Regions from separate parts of the Hordeum vulgare genome. Here region 1 is linked to region 2. Evidence: chromatin contacts called from public Hi-C data. All regions are on one chromosome and are shown on one strand. The core of a region is the stretch at or near the end of the contact, and the rest is flanking DNA. Distances in the headings are between cores, read along the strand shown. Region 1 has its middle 9.4 kb from the start of LOC123451143. Region 2 has its middle 53 kb from the start of LOC123447785.

The links. A called contact is a pair of places that touch in the nucleus more often than the background predicts.
Region 1: a Hi-C map of seedling shows a contact between it and region 2, with 3 times the contacts expected there. The contact joins two enhancer-like sites. A contact is called at or near these places in 2 of 6 Hi-C or Micro-C datasets (leaf and seedling).

Annotation. Positions count from the first base shown.
Region 1 is chr4H:41,717,305-41,720,718 of MorexV3_pseudomolecules_assembly, forward strand. No RefSeq gene overlaps it. Among protein-coding and RNA genes, the nearest start is that of LOC123451143, 9.4 kb to the right of the region's middle. Within about 2 kb of position 2,012, at least 3 of the 3 cell types and tissues checked have open chromatin away from gene starts, as enhancers often do. A contact at or near this core is called in leaf and seedling, where this site is marked.
Region 2 is chr4H:41,528,070-41,531,963 of MorexV3_pseudomolecules_assembly, forward strand. No RefSeq gene overlaps it. Among protein-coding and RNA genes, the nearest start is that of LOC123447785, 53 kb to the left of the region's middle. Within about 2 kb of position 1,347, at least 3 of the 3 cell types and tissues checked have open chromatin away from gene starts, as enhancers often do. A contact at or near this core is called in leaf and seedling, where this site is marked.

The sequences.
Region 1 (3,414 bases), core at 762-3,261, 190 kb after region 2:
CTCTCGTTGCTCAATCTAGGTTAGTGGCTGTTGTATTTTTTTGGGAAAAGGTTGTTGGTTGTTGGCTGACCATGACCATAAACTTTGGCAATTGACCGTTGACAAGGTTTTTGATTGTTCAAATTCTCAAAAATAAAAAATATATATTTCTAAGAAACTTCACACGATAAATAAAATGTTTAAAATTTTATAAATATTCATGAATTTGAAAAAAGTTCAGGCATTTGGAAAAGGGTGCGAGTTTGAAAAAGTTTGTGAATGCGAAAAAGGATCACAATTTGTTTTAAAGTTCATTCATTTGAAAAATACCTCTGAATTTGAAAAAAGTTTAATAATTTGAAACAAAGCTCATGAATCTGATTTTTTTACAGATTTCGGAAAATTTTGACACACTAAAACGTGTTCATAGAATTTTAAAAGTTTCATGAATTTGAAAAAAGTTCAAAAAATATTAAAAAACCGCAAATATGAAAAAATGTTGAATTTGAAAAATTCCTTGAACTTGAAACTTCAAGAAAATAAAAATGTGAACCGATTTCAAAAACTCATAAATCTGAAAAAAATCAAGATATAGAAAAAAAAAGGTTTACGAATTTGAAAACAAGTTGGGCCAATTGAAAACAAGTTCATGAAAATAAAATAAAAAGGAAAAAGGAAAAATAGTAAAAAAGAAGAAAACCCCTGACAAAATCAGGAAAAAACCTAGACTAGGAGCTTCTAGAAGCTTATGAAAACCGGACAAAAGCTTCTAGAAGCTTAAGAAAATCAACTAAGCAAAATCAAACGTCGACCCCTGTAGATGGGCCGCTTGTTACCACCAACTTACATTGAGGAGGTGAGCGGTGTGGACTAATAGCGCTCTTAGTAGCGCTATAAGCTTATAGCACCAAATATGGATTGCGCTTAGCGAGGATGAGCAAATCGGACGGTCTTTGTGTGTCTCTTTAATAAACAACTGTGCTCCTTTTACAAATCGCTACCAAAAATTGTCTCACTGATCCAACTTTTTATATTTCCCTAAAAGAATTAAGAAAATGTTATTCAGAACTTGTTCACAGTGTATTTAAAAAATATTCCTTTACAAAAACAATATTTTATTAATAAAAACGTTCATGAATTTGGGAAAAGGTTGTTTACATTTTTTAAAGGAGATAAAATTGGAAAATGAAAGAAAAGTCAATATAAACAGGAGAATAAAGTGGAGCAATTAAAAAATGGAAGGAAAGAAAAGGAGAGTAAAAAATCAGTTCACCTGGGGCTATGTGCGTGCATGAACGAGTAATGAAGATAGTACAAACCTATAGGATATGCGTGTGTGTCTTCATAGAATGAATGTATTTGTGTGTACGTGAGCAGCTGTGGCCATATTGTATTCAAATAAAAGCGAGACTGGATCAATCCAAGAAGAAATGGCCCTTAATGAGGAAGCACAAGGCGCAATCACCCGCGATATGGGCTGACCATTTTTGAATAGTTTGCTGTTTCTGCAAGGATCTTGTGACTTGCTTTATGTCAAAATTTTGTGGCAATTCTATATTTGCCTCTCACCCGACAAAATGCCCGCAAATCGCAAAGGGGGTCACTTAGCAAACGTGATAGAGACGACCCTAGCTAACCCGGCATTGGGATATCAGATTTGGGAACCTTTTGGAAGGTTTCAGTCTGGTTTATTCTGGGGTTTTGAACATTCTAGAAGGTTCAGGTCCAATTTTTCACTTTTTCTGTTTTTCGTATTTTCCTTTATTATAAATAATTAGAAATTTTAAAATGTTCACAGACTCTTACAAAGTTCAAAAGATTTAAAGATTGTTCACATTTAAAAAAATGTTTCATATCTTCAAAAAGGTTCACAATACTAAAAGAATGGTTTTTCAGTGTCGTTAGAAATATAAATAGAGGAAAAAATTGGGCTAGTGAGGTACTAAAATGAAGTAGCTACACTAGCAGAGCTGAGTTGGCCAGCCTGCTCCATCGTCACTGTGCGAAGGGCGAGAGGCGCCCCTATCTCTCGCTTTAAGCGATCACAGTTGCGTGACTCGCGAGGGGGGAACCCAGATAGACCGGCCCATCAGCACAGGAGGTCGTGGCCTTTTTATTTTTATTTTTCCTGTTCTTGTTTTTTGCTTTATTTTGTACTTTTCTTTATACTTTGAAATATTCCACATACGTGTATACAAAAAAGCCTCTTGAAAACTCATTTAAAAAATGTTGAAAAGTATTTCGCCAAAATATTGAATAAGTATTAAAAAAATTGAACAAGTATTCAAAAAATGTTGAAGAGGTATTTGAATTTTTCTAATAAGTATTAAAATATTGAACAAGTATTTGCCCAGATGTTGAATTAGTATTAAAAATTGTTGGATGAGTATTTAAAAAATGATCAACAAGCATTTAAAATGTTGATAAATATTCAAAATATTGAAAAAGTATTTTAAAATGTTGTGTAAATATTATAAAATTATTAAACGAATATTTGAATATTTTTTGAACAAGTATTTGAAAAATATTGAATAGGTACTAAAATTTTGATGAAGTATTTCAAAAATGTTGAATAAGTAATAAAAACTATTGAATGAGTATTTGAAAAATGTTGAATAAGAACAAAAATGTTGAACGTTTATACAAGAAATGTTTATCAGTTACTAAAATAATAATTTTGACACTTACAAAAAAATTAGAGTGAAAACACAAAAAACATAACAAAAAACAAAAGAAAAAAGACACAAAAGGAAGAAAAGAAATTGAAAAGGAAAAAGGAAATTAAACAAAAAGTGGGGAAGAAAAAAGAAAAAAAACAGAAAAAAAACATAGCGTAATGGTGTGGCGAACGTCGTAATCGTATTTTGTTAGATATGGTGCGATTTATGATGTCTCTTATCGATTTGTAATTATCTTTTGGGGTTATGCATTAGAGACAGCTACATTCATTTTAAATAGGGCACCATCAAAATCCGTTGAGACGACACCATATGAATTATGGTATGGCAAGAAGCCAAATTTGTCGTTTCTTAAAGTTTGGGGATGCGATGCTTATGTCAAAAAGCTCCAACCTGAAAAGCTGGAACCCAAAGCGGAAAAGTGTGTTCGCATAGGTTACCCAAAAGAGACAGTTGGGTACACCTTCTATCTCAGATCTGAGGGTAAAGTGTTTGTTGCTAAGAACGGAGCTTTTCTTGAGAAAGAGTTTCTCTCGTAAGAATTAAGTGGGAGGAAGATAGAACTTGATGAGGTTTTGAAACTCTGCTCCCTCAAGATGGTGGCGCAGGGTAGAGGGAAATCTCTGTCGAGGCAACACCGGTTGAGGAGGAAGCTAATGACGATGATCATGAAGCTTCGGATCAAGTTACTATAGGACCTCGCAGGTCGACAAGATCACATACTGCTCGTGAGTGGTACGGGAATCCTGTCTTATCT
Region 2 (3,894 bases), core at 97-2,596:
AACTACATACACATCACTAAATTGTCACACACATCTCAAAAACCTCATGCATGTGTGCATTCCTTCAAAGGATTCAAATTTAGCGGCTATGGCTCGGTGATGGCAATGGAGAGACACTCCTCCATCAACTAGTCTGCAGAAATCCGAGTCATACATGGTGTTCGTGCTCTAACAAATACAAAATACGACATCAAATCAGAGGGGAAGTAGCTCAAATTCGGAATTCCCAAATCAGTTAGAATCATACCCCTAGAATCAGAGAGGAAGTGCTTACATCGCTCTGAAACGAGCTCGCGTTTTGAGACGAATCCCACCTCCATCAAACAGAACCACAATGAAAATGCATTGGCGGCAGCGAGATAGGGGAGAGAAAGAGCTGGACAAAGGAGAAGTGCAAGGAAAGCATTTTCCCGCTAGGGTTAACCACCATGGGCTACCGGCCATGAGGCCCGCGCGTGCTTTTCCCGAACAAGTAGACCTGTCCTATCGGAGAACAATGCTTGATCTATGTAGTTTGAAACCAAACAACCCCAAGGTAAACTGCAACCCTAGCTGCAAATACGATATTTTTTTTCAATTTACTCCCGAGAGAAGAATCTTGTCAAATTCAGAAAAGTCTTGTCTTACGCGCTAGAAGATGGCTCGCCCTTTCCAATATTTCCTCCTTTCTAGCTCGTTGCACTTATCATATATCACATTGGAGAGAAGAAGATTGGCATCATTATTCATAAAGCCAATCTTTTTATCTTTCAAAAAATTAGTCAAGAGCTTAGCCTTTTCAAGATGCAAATCCACACCAACGAAAAGCTTAAAACTGCATATCTTGAGGACAAACAAGTCGTCCAACAGCTCGCTGCCAGTCAGTACGATATGTAACCCTGCTTGGGGAACCGGGTGTAAAAACCGACATTTCTTTCAGATGGCCACCAAGCATTCAGTAGGCTGTCGCAAAAAAAGCAACGAATGAATTCGTGTGTGATTTTCCCGGTGTAACAGTGCGCCAGCGCTTGGTGTGAACAGCCCCAGTATTCTCTCCCGGCAAATTAAAGGTGCCAATATTTTCATCACTTATCGACGTGGACTGGAATTAATCTAGGGATGAGGACATGTAGGTGTCTCCCGTCTTTTATTTGACCGTTTGTCTGGCAACGGAGGCGTTGGGCAACAGTGACATCAAAACTGTATTTTTCCAATGAAAGGCACGTTGCCCTGGATCTCGCCAACATGCTGCGGTCCATGGATGGCTCCTGCCGTCTTTTTTCTCGAGCCACCCCCGCGCTGTCAGCTGTGAGAGACAGATACCGCGGAAAACGACCTGGCTAGCCTCGACGCGCTCTGAAATCTGGCGTGTGCGTGTGTGCTTTTTCCTATGGACGTAGCGTTCGGAGCAGCCACACGAATGTACCTCCTGTCCACACCGCCGGGGGACACAGGTTTTGCTTGACATCACTGGCACTTTTGTCGAGTGTGATCGAGGAGATTTCCGACGGACAAGCGTGTGCCTGCGTGTCGAGCCTATCTGCAAGCTGTGTGCTCGTGCAATGCAGGGTTTTTCGGCCTTTTGGAATTATCATGTCCTATATCTATTGACGAATGGTCACAAAAAATATATATCTTTTGACAAGCTACGAAAAAAGATGGCACAAAATACCCGTGAGATGTTCTATCCATGGCCGGCCGTCGTGTTCGTTGCTGTGTTTGAAAGTACTCCCTCCACAGAGAAATATAAAAATATTTAGATAACTAAAATAATGATGTAAACACTTTTATATTTATTTACAGAGGAAGTAGGCCCTTCTAATCTACGTTCATCATCGTCAGCTAGGTTGCTGTTTTGATACACTGATCCTTTCTTTTCTGCATGTAAAATTAATTCTGACTGTTTACTGTAAGAAAGTTTGTCCGACTAGAATGAAAGAGAGACCATGACAATGACGTGTCTTTGGCTCTCTTCAACTACCGTATCCGTATGATCCATGGATCAAGTTATAACTTTTGTTACTTTTGAGGACCCTTGTACTGTTGTTTCCTACTATTGATATATATCGGAGGACCTTTTCTCAAGAGAAAAGATTGCGGCCTCCAAGTGGCCTGGAAGGTAAGGATGGAGACATCTAGGGTCGAGGTGCTGCATGGATTTTTCTTCAGTGGTGGGAGATTTTTGATCTGATGGGGGCACAGCGTGGTATGGAATGGAAGTTCTCTTTCCCTGTTGCCAACCTGGTTGCACATGTGTCTGGTAAACAAGACAAGACGGCAAGCACCAAAGGAAAACCGGAGATTGGGTAGATGATCTTGTTCAGTCGTGGGTAGATAAGATAGTTTGTTGCTGGGTCCAGTTTGGTTAGGATCATTGGATGTGTCTATCCGAATATGAATGTGGATGACAAACTTTGCATGCCTCTGTTTAAAAATGAACATAATTAAGTAGAATAAGCAGAGCGCTTTTCTCTAAACAATCTGCTTTGCATCGATCCCTCCTCTTGTGTTTGACTTTGACTAGTAGCGTTTTACCAACCTTTGATTGTCGTTTGAATAGCGGTTGCAACACATCAGCTTTCAGAAGAAAGATCAGTTGAGCTAAGATCCATAATTTACTACTCCCTCCGTCTCATAATTATTGTCTTAGATTTATTTATATATGAATGTATCTAGTCAAATTTTAATATTTAGATACATTTATTTTTAAACAAACCTAAGATTTTTTTTTTGGAACGGAGTAAGCTAATAGATGATACCTCGTGGGTTGCTGTAGAAATTAGTTGTAATATATTATAATTATACTTGACTGTGTGGAATATAGTATTTATATTAATAACACGTGAACAAAAAAAATACATACAACTTATTATAGTTGAATATGTGTAGCTGTAAAATATTTATTAAATAGAAATAGAATAATAGATTGAAAAGTATTTTCTCATGCATGGTTTTATGTTGAGGTGGGCCTTATCACATTCATAATTGTATGATTACGTGACATGCTTGTATTTTTTAAAGGGAAATTTATTAATATCTCGAAGATATCAATTACACACGACCTTTACATCAAGAATACACATATTCCGAAAAAAAGCAAAGGCCTCACCATAGTGATCAATTCCTCTCACCAACAACAAATAAACCACCACCAAAGACAACACCCAGAAAGCATAAAAGGTCTCCAAAAACAACATCTTTAAGAAGAAAACAGCGCACAAGCGTCGTCCTAGTCCAATCCAAAATCTTATGGATTCACGATGGAGAAAGATCGAGCTCTCAAAACAATACCTTCGACAAGGCAATATCCAAGCACAACCAATGAAGGTCACACCTTAGATTTTCACCCTCAAAGTCACAACCCGTAGCACCATGAAAAATGAAATTCTTCGGTGTTGTCGCCCCCACTTGTCAATGTTGCTTTTGAAAGTTATCAAACACTTGGCTGACTCCATCGCCTCCAAGGCCCCCTCTGCCTTACTGATCTGCGGATCTCAGCCACCACGACTTTATCTACCGTTGTCTACGCCATGGAAATCGAGATACTGACATGTTTCATGGTGTCAACAAACAAACAAAGCTTCGTGTCGCGCCCTCGTGGAGCCGCATAGGATGATATGTACCCGCACGACTGGATTCTATCTGATCCTGATATCCTTGGGCAAGATCTCCGGCAGTAGTTCCGGAACACGTTGACGACCAGATCAAGAAGGACAAATCATGCAGATTGTTGCCATGATGCCAGAAGATCACTAGGACAGCCATCACACCACTGCCTCCACGCCGACAGCCATCGCCGCCATGGCGGAGGACACCGGCCCACTTTGCTCACAACCCGTGCCATCGGATGAATTCAGACGCCAGGTCAGAGCGGATCCCGATCCGTCATCCTCCCCTCACCTGCACTATCCGCCA